Linked DNA regions of Oryctolagus cuniculus: region 2 is linked to region 1. A link is a contact called in public Micro-C data. All regions are on one chromosome and are shown on one strand. Each heading gives the region's core, a stretch centred on a gene start, on an enhancer-like site or on the middle of the called end of the contact. The rest is flanking DNA. Distances are from core to core; before and after follow the strand shown.

Region 1 (6,627 bases), core at 2,010-4,509:
TCCAGCATCTTATTACCAGCAAGGATTCTGGTTTTCAAATGTCGAAATAACTATTTTCATTATGAAAGTTAATAAAGCACATGAAAAAGTTGTTAGAGGACAAAAAATGGGGGCAGAAAGAGCTCTGAAACACTTGGTGCATACAATGGAAAAAGCCTAAAATGCTTTCAGATGATCTCCAGACATGGGAATATGGAACATTCTTTGCTAAAACAATGGCATGAAAAGGAGAGACAAACACAGTATTCAAAAGAAGAAAACAGCCAAGGCAACAGCCAGGCTGCAGAGGCAGGGGTGGGGGGGAAGAGACCCAGGGGTGGTGAGATTTGTGCCTAGGCTGGGTGAGGCTGGCTGCCCGGGCACGCACGCCCAGCCTTGGTCAGGCTCCCAGATGGGTCTCCCTCCTGGAGCCAGCCCCCTGGGGTTCGAGGGCTAGGGATGAAGTGCATACTTCCTCCAGGAAGTACCAAGAGTCGCTTTGGAACTCCCCACGGCTCTGGGCAACCAGCATTTAGTAGGTGGTTCATTGAGAAGTCCCTGGAGAAGGGGAGGGGCCCCCTCCCACCCGTCTGGTTGTGTGTGACGGACTCAGACAGAGCCCAGAGAGGAGGGGCCTTGAAGAAACAGACCCCCCTGAAGATAGAAACCCACACTGGCATCCAGGGAGGCGGTGCTGTGCAGTGGTTAGGGATGCAGGTGCTGCATCAGGCACTTCCAAATATGGGAACCCAGGTGAGCTACTTCCCCTCTCCCTGCCTCAGTTTCTCCATCTGTAAAATGAAGATAATACCAATAATACGTCCTGTTGGGAGGAGAATTGCGTGGAAGGCATGGTGATGGCCCACAAGGCACTGTGCTCACTCAGCATTACAATTCGCCTCCATCAAGTCGTTCCCACCGCCAAGTGGCAGCTAGGAAGGCAGGAGAGGCCACCCGTGAGCTGACGGATGGCTCTGGGTCCCCGGCGTTGTTTTAGGAGGGGACATTTTTGGGCACCTGGCATAGCAATCAGCAACCTGACTGAGCATTCTCCCATTATTTTGCAATTCTTGCAATTCATGAGGGTGGAAGAGACCCACCAAAAATAATGCAACGCATTTGGCAATGCCCATCTCTCAATGACAAACGTGCAAGCTCGCGACAGAAACACCACACAGGACTCAGTTCTACCGAAGGACCTACAGATGTCCCTTTGTGGACGGCAGCAGCGAGGTTTGGGAAAGAAGTTAAATGCTCATCAGCATCAGGAGACGGGCACGGTGCAGGTGCACGGAGGAACACAAAGAGACTGCAAAGGCTCCCGGAGAGGCGGCATTCAAAGATTTGTTTTCAGCGTCCACAGAACTGTGAAGAGCGCTTAGCAGGGTGTGGACAGCGTGGAGGCCAGGATGGGGGACACAGACAGAAGCAGGTGGCACTGGCGTTAGCCAGCACAACTCAAGGTTTGGAAGCGCACGCTCAAGGGCTGCATTTTGCAGAAGGCTCCGCTCTGTTTGGCCGGGGCAGCTTGCCAAAGGAGCAAGGGAGGTGGACGTGGAATTGGAAGGGGAGGGCTGTGCAGGCCCCGCCCCAGACCCTCTGCGTTTCTCGGGTTTCCTGTGTGTGCTGGGGGCTGGGATCACCAGCATCTAGCACCTCACAGGGTGGCGGGACTGGCAGACCTAGCGGAACATAGTGGCTTAGCGGGATTGTGGCCTTGGGGCTCTGGGGGCTCCGAGACAGCTCAAGAGAGACGTTTAGGAAGGGGTGACACGGTAGCTGGGCCTGCAGGATCACACCTTGTGAGTTCATGATCATCTTTTCCCTTTCACCCTCACATGACTGGCTCTGTCTGAAATTTCTATTTATTTATTAGAGACTGGCACAGAGAGGTCTTCCATCCACTGGTTCACTCCTGAAATGCCCACGACAGCCAGGGCTGGGCCAGCCTGGAGCCAGGAGCCAGGAGCTCCACCCAGGTCTCCCATGCCAGCAGCAGGGACCCAAGCACTTGGATCATCTTCTGCTGCCTCCCAGGGTGGGCATTAGGCTGCAACTGGCTCCCATATGGGATGCTGGCACCCCAGCCGGCAGCTTTACCCGCCTGCCACCGCGCCGGCCCCTACTGGCTGTTTCTTATTCTGATGTCAAAGCTCCAATATTTCTACCCTGCGGAGAAGTAGAACGCCCGCATTCTACTTTCAAAGCACCTCTCCTAGCCGGCCTCTCCACAGCCCTGGAGTTCACAGCTGGGCGTGCAGACCCCTGGGGCAGAGGCGGTGGGTGATGTGCCAGGCGGACCGAGCAGAGGAGGGGGGAGGAGGCAGGTGTACCTGGAAGTCACTGGGCAGCTGGGGGGGGGGCACTATGACTGTGACACCAAGAGGGCGAGGAGGGCAGAACCCGGAGAAGGGAGAAACGGCTCAGATGGGCGGGTGGAGCCCGAGCGGACAGCTCTTCTCTGGAGGGGTGATATCAGTCTCTCCACCAGGAGGCAGATGAGACCGGTTTGACATCGAGGGTTGGGGGCCGTGGAGGCCCCAGAAAGAGGGGGACACCCAAAGCAAATTCTGGGAGGGATTGGTGGGGGCTACTGCAGAGCCTGTGGCCTGTGGCGCCTGCTCCGCTGTGCAGAGGGAGGCGAAAGTGAGCAGGTGCCCCTTGCAGACGCTAGCTGCACTGAGCGGCCGTGTGCATGCGTGTGCACGGGGTTCAGCGAAGGCGGGAGGTGGTGGGAGGGCGATCCTCAGGCGGAAGCCAGAGCCAGCGCTGGGGCCACAAAGGACAGATGGCCGGTGTTCGAGGCGGAGTCTGGCCGGGGATGTGAGGCGAGGGCTGGCCGGCCTCCAGGCTCTCAGGAGGCCCCTGCCCTGGGCTGTGGGCTAGACGCAGGCAGCAATTGTGGGGAGCGCGCAGGCCTGGGAGCAGAATCTACCTCCTGACCCTGCCGCCTCTGCTGCCCCGCTGGGCGACCTTGGACCCTCAGGGTGCCTCCTGTGTCCCTGGCTGGCGTGGGGAGCACCCCCAAAGAGCGCCCTCCCTAAGCAGAAATTCCAGATTCTTCCCGTGTCGGGAAGCCCTGCCCGGCTCTACCGCCAGGGGGCGCCCTCGGCTGCTGGGCAGTCGGACGTCCGTCGGGGGGCGCTGCCCACGCCCGCCCCGAGGCCCGCCCTGGAGCAGGGGGCGGCCGGCGGGGCGGGGTGGGAAGGCAGGCGCGGGGCGGGGTCAGGAGCCCGAGGGGCGGGGCAGGGCCGGCACCGCGCTCCCCCCCCTTTCTTTCTTTCTCTCCATCTCGCTCTCTCGTCTTTTCTTTGCCTCCGCAGCCGGCCGAGGAGGGGGCGGGCCTTGCAGTCTTTGTTGCCCACGGACCCAGCGCAGCCGCCCGCCGGGCCGGAGTCGGGGCTGGGACGCTGGGAGCTACGGTCGGGCCGGGCATGTCCTGAGCCGAACCCGGGACCGGACAGCCACCGGACGGGACGGACGAGAGCGCGCGCGCGGGGTCGCCCGGCGGCCGCCTGGCCCCGGCCATGCCCGGCGGCCCGAGACCCCGCAGCCCCGCGCCGCCGCTGCGCCCACTCCTGCTGCTGCTCTGCGCCCTGGCGCGCGGCGCCCCCGGACCCGCACCAGGTGAGTGGCAGCCCCTCCTCGCCCCCCGACCCCGGCCTCGGCGTGGCCCCCCGTCCCCCCTGCGGATCTGGCTGCAGCCGGGGGCATCCCCGCTGCCCTGGCGCTTAGGGACCCGGGTGGGGTCGGGCGGGCCAGGGCGCGAACCTACCCCGCCGGGGAACCCTGCGCAGACCCCGACCTCGCTGTGGACCCCGCCGGTCGCCCGAAAGGAGCCTCTTCCGCTGCTCCGGCCGCTGCTCGGCCACCGCGGGTGCAGCAGCGCGCGCGCCTCTCGGGTCCCGCGCGCACTGGACGGAGCGCGGGTCAGCCGCACCGGCTTCGCCCCGCGCCCTCTTCGTGCGCGTCGTCCGGAGCGCGGGCTGTCCGGGCCGCGGGGCGCAGGGGGCGCACGGGTCCCGGTCGCGCCTCGGCCCCCGCCCACCGCATCGACGCTGCGGGCCGGGCCCTCGGCGGCGCGGGGGGCCGGGTCTCGCGCCGCCCTTGCACTTCCTGCCTCTCCCTCCCCCAAGAGCGAAGGCGCCGGGAGTGGAGCGCGGGGCCGGGGCGTCTTTGCCCGGCTCCGGGTTAACTCTCTCGGCCCCGGCGGGCCGGCCGGCCTCCGACGAGCCCCTGGCGCGCGTCCAGATCCCGCTGTGTGGCCGCGCTCCTGGAGAACCGAGGAGCGGGCCTGGGAAGATCCTCGCGGGATGGATCGGATGGCGAGACAGTAGGAAGGCTTTGTAGGGGAGGAGGCTCCGGGGCGCGCAGGGGCTGGAAGGGTGTGGAGCGGGCGCGGGCTCCCCGGGGCAGCATCAGCCGGGGCCGGGATTAGGCCAGCTCGCTGTGCACGCGGGCTTGTGCGTCTGGAAGTCGCCCGGGCTGGAGGAGCCTACGACGCTAACACCAGATTGAGAACTGGCTGGTGACGAAGTGGGGTGACAAAACAGGAGGTGGAGAGGGAGCCGGCATTTATTTGAGAGTCTTTAGTCGTGCTGATCATGACCACCAACCACCCCGCAAGGCACGCGGTGGGAAGCCCTTTTATGGGAATTCCTAGGGTTGGGCTCCTGGGCTGCTTGCACGGAGCAGGCACTGGTGAGCCGGGAGCCAGGTGGTGCCATCGAGGGAGCAGGGAACTGCCCCTGGGTCTGAACTTGGGTGCAGCCCCCTGGCAGCTGTGAGGAGAATGGGGGTAGGGGGCCGGAGGAGGCAGGACCTCATAGGAGCCTGGGGAGGATCAGGTGAGATACTGAATGTCTACTGCTTGGGGAGGGACTACTGACCGCTGTTAGACCCGTGGGAGTAAGGAGGCGGAGTTGAATCCTGCTGGTTGGGGGTGGAGACAGGCCAGGGACTCCCCCCACCCCACCCCCTCCCTCATCTGGGCACACCCTCCCCACAGATATGTGGCACCGGGTCTCTGCATTCTGATGTCACTCATGATTCCTGACCCCGTGGCCAGTGACCTCTTTATTATTTTCCTTGGAGCTGAGGACCTACGCCTGCGGCTCTTCCCGCTGAACGCTACCATCTCTGAAGCCAAAGGGGGCGGCTTGGGGTCACTTTTGGAAAAATGTGCCCCGATTTTTTTTTCCTCCACATCTGACAAACCCAGGGACTTGCTGGGACCTGGCTGTACTGCCCTTATCCCATGCTGCATTGCGCACGTGAGCCCCGTGTGCACGGCTTACGCCCGTGCTGTATTGCAGGCATGAGTCCGGCATGCACGTCTTTCTGTGCATAGGAGGGGGCACAGGGGATGGCTCATACGTCCCCCCTGGTTGTTTCTCCTTTGTGGCCTGAGCTGTGGGTCATTTGAAGGGCTGGACTGTCACTCAGGGTCTTGATAGGGGAAATAAACATGTTGGCATTTTTCTGGTAGCAGCTCCAACACGATAGTGCTGTCACCCAGAGGTGGTATTCAGAGCATTTGACACCCAGCATGGCAGGAGCTGAGTTCAATCAGAACGACTTGGCTGGCACCGCCTGGCAGTCTTGCGGAGTGGCACCTGCTGTCTCAGCTCCCAGGCAGAGCGCCTGCCCACACCGGATTGCAACCTGCAATTACCACTTACTGACACTTGGTGGCGCTAGTTTCACCACCGAGGTCTACTAGGGCCTGCGGGAAGCAACAGCTGAGATTTGTATTTTAACTCACCCCTCTTTGGAAATATTTTAATTGCAAAATGGTACATGTGTTCACTACAAAAAAGTAATGCAGAAGGAAACAGAATAGACGTTTTTGTCATCAAAATCCATCCTGTAAGTCTTTTATGTTTTTCCTTTTGATTAAAAAATTTTATTAAGCCATTAGGCAAAGAGATAAACCAATTATTATTATTTTTTAATTTGGAAGGAAAAGTGGCAGAGAGATGGAGGGGAGACGGAGAGGTCTTCCATCTGCTGGTTCACTCCCCAAATGGCTGCAGTGGTGGGGACTGGGCCAGACCAGACCAGGGCCGGGAGCCTAGAACTCCATCTGGGTCTCCCATGTGGGTGGCAGGGCCCAAGCACTTGCGCCATCTTCTGCTGCTTTCCCAGTGGCATTAGCAAGAAGCTGGGGTGCAAGTGGAGCACCCAGCACCGGCACTGGCGCTCTGATATGGGATGCCAGCACTGCAGACAGCGACTTAACCCACTGTACAACAACAGTGGCCCTAGTGATGAGTATAGGGAGAAATAGCCAAGGTGTGGTGCAGCGAGTTAAGCCACCGTCTGCAGCGCCAGCATCCCATGTGGGGCTGGTTCGAGTCCTAGCTTTTCTACTTCCAGTTCAGCTCCCTGCTGTGGCCTGGAAAAGCAGTGGAAGATGGCCCAAGTCCTTGGGCCCCTGCACCCACGTGGGAGACCTGGAAGAAGCTCCTGGCTCCTGGCTTTGGGTTGGTCCAGCTCTGGCTATTGCAGCCATTTGGGGAGTGAACCAGCAGATGGAAGACCTCTCTCTTTCTCTCTCTCTCTCTCTCTCTCTCTCTCTCTGTAGCTTTGACTTTCAAATAAACAAATAAATCTTTAAAAACATAGCCAAGTGTACTGTAGGACTTC
Region 2 (6,627 bases), core at 3,024-5,523, 130 kb after region 1:
AGCTCCCCCCACCCTCCATAACCCTGCCCCTGGTCCCAGGCAGGTCCGTCTCTGCACCTGCGGCCCTCAAGGCAGGGTCCTGGACCAGCTGCACCAGCAGCCCCGGGGAGCCTGGTGGAAATGCAGATTCTCTGGCCCCACCCAGGATCTCCTGAGTCAGAAACTGAGTGCATTTTAAAAGGCCCTCCCTGTGATGCAGACCTTGGCTAAGGTGTGAGGTGCCCTGTTCTGCGGGAGCTGTCTGTGATACCTGTGCCCCCTCCCCCACCACCCCTCTGCAGCCCCTGATCCAGGCACCAGCGGTCCCGGCAGCCACTCCGGTGACTCCAGTGTGCTGGCCGGGCTGGGAGCCGCATGTGTGACGGCGCACCTGGCACATGGGGCTCGGAACATCCCCCTCCTAGCCTACGGGGGAAGTGGCTGTCTTCCTGTTTGACAGACGGGAAAGTCGAGGCCCAGCAAACCTGAACAGCTGGCCCTGAGGTGCACACACAGCACAGGAGGGCTGGGACCTGCTCTCAGGCCTGTGTCCTCCCTGACCACTGCAGACAGCCGCAGGCCACCCACGATCGTCACACACCAGCCACACCTTGTCCTCCTTCTGCTGCGATTTCACCGCCGCTGGTGGGATGAGTGAGCAGACTGCCCCGCACACCTGCCAAGCAGCTGCCACCTCCGCGGCCACGGAAGAGCTCACGGGAGGCACTGCCCCTGTTGGCCTCACCTGGCTCCCCGGATAAATGTCCGGCAACGGCCGGCTCCTGACTTCAGTACTGGGGGCAGAGCTGCTATGCGCCTGCTCACTTACGGCCGCTCTGCTTTCCAAGTGTTGGCCTGTTTTCCTGGGAGTCACTGTGGGGCTTGTAGCAAGTGGAATTAAAAGGTAAGTTCATTTTGATGCAAAAATTTTTGAAATCAATAATTTTTTATAATACATATTTTCAATGAACTTTCTGAATATCTTTTATATGCGTGGATTTTTAAAAATTTTTTTCTTTTGTATCAAGATAAACTTACAGGGCAGGCATCTGGCATAGGTGTTAAGCCGCCAAAATGTCTACACCACGAGTTGGAGCGCCTGAGTTTTGAGTCCTGGGTCCCCTCCACTCCTAATGCCAGCTTCCTGTTCTGTACACCTTGGAAGGCAGCAGTGATGGCTCAAGCAGTCAGGTCCCTGCCAGCCACGTGGGAGACCTGGGTGGAGCTCCTGGCTCCCAGTGTCTGCCTGTCCCAGCCCCGGTTGTGGTAGGCATTTGGGGAGTGAATCAGTGGATGGGTGCTCTCTCCATCTGCCTAGCTCTCTCTCTCTCTCTCTCTTTTTTTTTAAGATTTATTTATTTGAAAGTCAGAGTTACATAGAGAGAGAAGGAGAGGCAGAGAGAGAGAGGTCCTCCATCCGCTGGTTCACTCTCCAATTGGCTGCAACAGCTGAATCTGCGCCTATCCAAAGCCAGGAGCTTCATCCGGGTCTCCCACATGGGTGCAGAGGTCCTTGGGCCATCTTCCACTGCTTTCCTAGGCCATAGCAGAGAACTGGATCAGAAGCAGAGCATCTGGGACTCGAACCGGTGCCCATATGGGGATGCCAGCATGGCAGGTGGCGGCTTTACCTGCTATGCCACAACGCTGGTCCCCAACTGCCTCTCAAACAAATAAAGAAATACATCTTTGAATTCCATTTCCAGGTCCCCTCATACTCCGCGCCGGTCAGCACGTTGCTCCTGACAGCTCCTAGGGACACAGGCAAAGGTTCCAGCCCAGGTCAGGGTGGTGAGGGGCAGGAACGAGGGGACCTCGCCAAGGAGCTGGGCCCTCAGGACGGTGGGTGCAGGACACAGCACAGGCTGGGCTTGCCAGGGGAACCCCCGACGTCTTCCCAGTAGGACTGAGCTCCGCCACAAGCCTGCATTCGCTCTGTCCCCTGCCCGGAGTCCCCTCCTCCTCCTCCAGCTTGTCCAAATCCCCCCCCATTCTCAGAAGTTCTCCCAGGAGGGCTACCTTTTCCTGCTTCCTATGCGCCTGGTCTGCCCCCACCAGTAGGCAGGAGCCAAGCCATAGCCCGCAGCGGCCGGGGTGGAAGCCACCGGCCACCTGCCGCAGCACTGCCAGCCGACACCATGCCGCAACAGGTCAGCTGCACCGGCACCTCAGGGGCTCCCACCAGAGCCCAGTCCCATGACTTAGTGGGGTGGGCAGTTACTCCCACTTCAGAGGGGGGGCCGCTGAGGCCCAGGAGAGGGCAGTGGCCCGAGAGGCCACACAGCTCCAACCGCCCGGGTGCGACTCCAACCCAAGGCTTGAGAAGAGTTGTGTGGGGTCTCCTGGCCTCCCAGAGCCCAGGATTCATTCATTCATCCGATAGCATCCCCAGGTCTTCTTCAACGCCTGGGCAGGGGCCACACAGACAGGGAGCTGGAGGGGAACCAGGGACGCGACCCAGCCTAACCCTCTGCGACCACCAGACAGACTGCGGGTGTGTGTGTGCACCCGGGGCCCGCTGGGTACTGCCAGCTGAACGGGCTGTGAGGAGGATGCCAGGCAGGGGGCCGGGGGGAGGCTTGGCCTGGGCAGAGGATGGCAAAGGGGGGGTGGGCACCAGGAGAACTGGCCACAGGGAGAGGGTGCTGGGCTAGGATGGGGAGCCCCCCGGGCTGGGGAATCCCAAGACGAGGAGGGGGCTGTGCTCAGGGTCTCCGCCCCCCTCCCCCGCCCCGGCCCCTTGGCCTGGAGCTGGCAGGAGAGGCCGGGGAAGGCGGTGGGGGCTCTAAGGTTTCACAGCTCTCATTTCTCCCACCCGGCCTGGCAAAGCCTCGAGTGGGTAACCCAATGCCGGGCTGGTCTGAGTGGGAACCCAGGCTCTCTATCCCTACAGGCTGCCTGCTTCCTGGGGCCACCTTTATCCAAGCTGTGCCCCCTCCTCCAACCTGGAATGCCTCTTCGTGGTCCCTGCTGGGCAAAAGCCCACCCATTTCCAAGGGCCTGCTCTAAGGCGGCCTGTTTCTAACCCTTGCAGGCAAAGCCGGAGCCCTCTCCTCTGCTGGCCTCCACTGCCCACCCCTGCCCCCCCAGGACACACTCCAGCCCCAGCCCCACACCGGGGCCCCACTGGAGGCAACACCCTGTCTCTTGAGGCCTGGAAGCACCCACGGGGCAGGCCAGCCTCGGACCCACAGCTCCATTTCCTGGGTGAGCCCTGCCACGCGAGGCACTGGGTGCCTCTCAGCCTCTGTGGTCTCCCCTGTTCAATGGGGCTAACCATGCCCTCGCTGCGATCATCGAATGAGGGCAGCGGCCACAGCTGTATGTATGCATGCATACAGCAGGTGCTCACTAAACAGGGCTCTCTGCTCTTGGGAAGTGACGGACAACCCCGGCTTGCAGAAAGCGGGTCTGCATTTTACCTCCACCCACATCGGGGGCCTCACGCTGCCCACTCTCCTTGCGCTGAGATAACCATTCACGAAGGCAACGGGCAGGTAGGGAGACCCTGCTGGAGCTGTGTCCTCCAGGTGGGCAGGCGACGCCACAGTCCCGGGCCCTCTGCCCGCGGGAGCCAGGGAAGCCATCAGAGGGCAGAGAAGGGGGCCCGGGGCCTGGTGGGTGGGGGTCCTGAGGCTGCTGCGGTGCAGGGGCCAGGCAAGGGGCTGGGGAGACTGAGGCTGTGGAGGCCACTGGGCAGCGGCCCGGGCCCAGGGCAAGCCCGGGGGGCTGCACTTCACCCCGCGACCACAGAATATGTTTTTTGCAGGGGTGGGAGGCAATGGGGGTCCCGGTGTGGACAGCTGGCCCTGAGGCTGGGAGCCTTGGAAGGATCTAAAGGGGGGGGGAGCGGGGGTCAGAGGGAGCTTAGAGGGGCAGTGTGGGGAGGCTGGTACCTGGCTGGGGCAGGTTCCGCCCGGGGGGGATTGGAGGCAGGTTCGGGTCCAGCCCCGGGGCCAGGGAGTCATGGAGACTGCATACTCGCAGCAAGGCGCGCCTCGGACGATCTCCCAATTGGGGAAACTGAGGCTCGGCCAGGGGGGAGTCCCCGCGCCAAGGTCACGCCGCGAGGTGAACGCGGAGGGAGGCCTGGGCGGGCGCGCCGGGCTCACCTGGTAGTTGTCCAGCTGCTCCTCGGTGAAGATGGTCTGCTTGTTCCCCATGGTGGCCGCCGCGCCGTCCGAGCCCGCCAGCCTCCCATCCGCGCCCGCCGGAGCCCCGCGGCCCTCGCCGGCCCCGCGGCGGGCAGCGTCCCACGGCGCCCGGCCCCGCCGCCTCGCCCCGCCTCGGCCCGCAGCTCGCCGCGAGGGGGCGCGCGCGGCGGTGACTCCGCCCCCGGCGGCCGCAGCGGCGCGCGCCCGGCCCGGCCCGGCTCCGCTCCGCGGGGCGCGCGCGGTGCCCACAAGGGGGCGGCCCTGTCCGCGCGCGCCCCGCGGCCGCCGCAGCGCCCGGTGCGGGGCCGGGCGAGCCGCCCAGGGGTGCAGCCGGTGTGAGGAGCAGGCCGAGGGGCTGGTGGCCGCGAGACCGTGCGCCTGCCCGGTGCCTCCCGCCGAGGAGGGGGCCGCCGCGGCGTGACCTCCAGGGTCCGGGGAAGCCGAGCGCGCCCTTGACCGAGGCCCTCGGGGGTTCCTCAGGGCGGATTTGCTGGGCTCAGGGATGCCGACGTGGGCGGTTGCGAGGACGAAGGACCTGCGCGGTCGGGCGCTTTCAGGGCAGGTGCCTTGCGGGGAGGACCCAACCTGAGGCCCCCCTGCGCCAGAGAATTAATTTGGCTTAAGGCGGATTAACACGAGGAGAGCATGGGGGCTGGTGCAATGCGAGGCTTCCGCGGCGTGGGGACCCCAGGAGCGGACAGTGGGGTCAACCCCGCCATTCCACACCGGCCGGTCAGGAACTGTCAGAGGTGGTTTGGGGAGGGCGTTTGGCGTGGCTTGGCACGCTCCTGTCTTGGATGGCAGTGCCTGGGTTCGGCTCCTGGCTCCGCTTCTGATCCAGCTTCCCGTGGTTGCGCACCCTGGGAGGCAGCAGGAGATGGCGCAAGTAGGTGGTCCCTGCCACCCACATGGGCGACCCAGGTTGAGTTCCCAGCTCCTTACCTGTGCCCTGGCCCGGCCCTGGCTGTTGTGGGCATTTGGCAAGTAAACCAGTGGGTGGGAGATAAATCATGTTTTAAAAGGATTTATTTATTTGAAAGAGTTACAGAGAGGGAGAGAGAGAGATCTTCCATCTACTGGTTCACTCCTCAAATGGCCACAAGGGCCCGAGGGCCAAAGCTGGGTGGATCCGGAGCCGGGAGCTTCTTCCTGGTCTCCCATGTGGGTGGCAGGGCCCCAGGCACTTGGGCCATCTTCCACTGCTTTCCCAGGCGCATTACAGGGAGCGGGATCAGAAGTGGAGCAGCCGGGACTAGAACCAGCGCCCACATGGGATGCTGGCACCTGAAGCGGCGGCTTTACCCGTTATGCCACAGGGCCAGCCCCGGTAAATACTTCCTTGCAGATGTGGTGGTTCTTTTTCTTAGCGGTCTGGAAACCACGTGGGCAGCTGTACCCCAGGGTTTCTGACTTAGTAGGTCTGAGCTGGGCCCAGGTGGCCACACTTTGAGAATCACTGCCTCAGGGCCCCTGTTGTGGGTTGCCATGGGAACAGAGGGTCCGGGTCCCTGGGGCTGAGGGTCCCCTTTCCTGCCTGAGGTTGGTGGGCGGAGTGTTCCGTGCTATTTTGCTGCTCAGCGACACAGCCCTGCTGTTTCATTCACACGCGTCCTGGGAGATGCACCATCGCTCTCCGATGGGCAGGAAGCAATTAAGCGTCCCTGGGGATTGTTAATCAGTCTTCAGAGGCCGCCCCAGCTTCCTTCATTCATGGTGGACACGTGCTGTGGGCCTCAGCTGTGGGCAAAGGGCTGCATTCCCAGAAATGCCGAGAAGGCGGAGTTTTCCGGCAGAGTCAAGCCCTGGAAAAGGCTCTCTCGCCCTGCGGTTCCCTCTGCGCCCACGTCGGAGCGGGGGCAGCTGGGGCCCTTTCCAAACCGCACAAAAGCGCTCACAGAAGTGTCGCTGTTCCCGCCTCGGATGCCGCGTTGCCCGAGGAGGACGAGCCGGGATCCTGCTCCGGCGCATTCTTGCACAGTTGCTCACCCGCAGCTCGTGTGCAGGCCGGGTGTCCCAGGTGGAAAAGCCAGAAGCTGCACACACAGCCTGCGTTTCCAGTTCTGGGAGGCCCTCCTCTCCCTGGAGACAAAGCCACCGACTTGACTAGAACATTCCCTTTAAATATCCTCTCCGGGGGTGGCGGGATATGTCCTCTGGTGGTTAAGGCGCCCAAATTCCCAAGTGGAGCACCTGGGTTCGACTCCCAGCTCTCCGAATTCCGGCTTCCTGCAACTGCGCGCCCTGGGAGGCAGTGGTGACAGCTCAGTAGCTGGGTCCCTGCCGCCCATGCGGGAGACAACGGTTGAGTTCCCACCTCCTGGCCTTGATGCCCCATCCATTTTTTTTTTAAAGATTTATTTATTTGAAAGGCTGAGTTACACAGAGGAGAGGGAGAGAGAGAGAGAGGGAAAGAGAGAGAGGTCTTCCATCTGCTAGCTCATTCTCCAACTGGCCACAACGGCCAGAGCCGTGCTGATCCGAAGTCAGGAGCCAG

Evidence for each region. Hi-C and Micro-C count contacts between places; a contact is called where the count stands out from the background.
Region 2: a contact with region 1 is called in a Micro-C map of ear pinna, with 2.4 times the contacts expected there. The contact joins the promoter of CIB2 here to the promoter of ADAMTS7 in region 1. A contact is called at or near these places in 2 of 6 Hi-C or Micro-C datasets (ear pinna and an unstated tissue).

The regions. Positions count from the first base shown.
Region 1 is chr12:105,881,675-105,888,301 of mOryCun1.1, forward strand. It overlaps ADAMTS7 (ADAM metallopeptidase with thrombospondin type 1 motif 7), which reads left to right and starts at 3,260. Exons shown (of 23, transcript XM_051834567.2): 1 at 3,260-3,606. The coding sequence starts at 3,507.
Region 2 is chr12:106,009,960-106,016,586 of mOryCun1.1, forward strand. It overlaps CIB2 (calcium and integrin binding family member 2), which reads right to left and starts at 4,274. Exons shown (of 6, transcript XM_002721601.5): 1 at 4,092-4,274. The coding sequence starts at 4,142.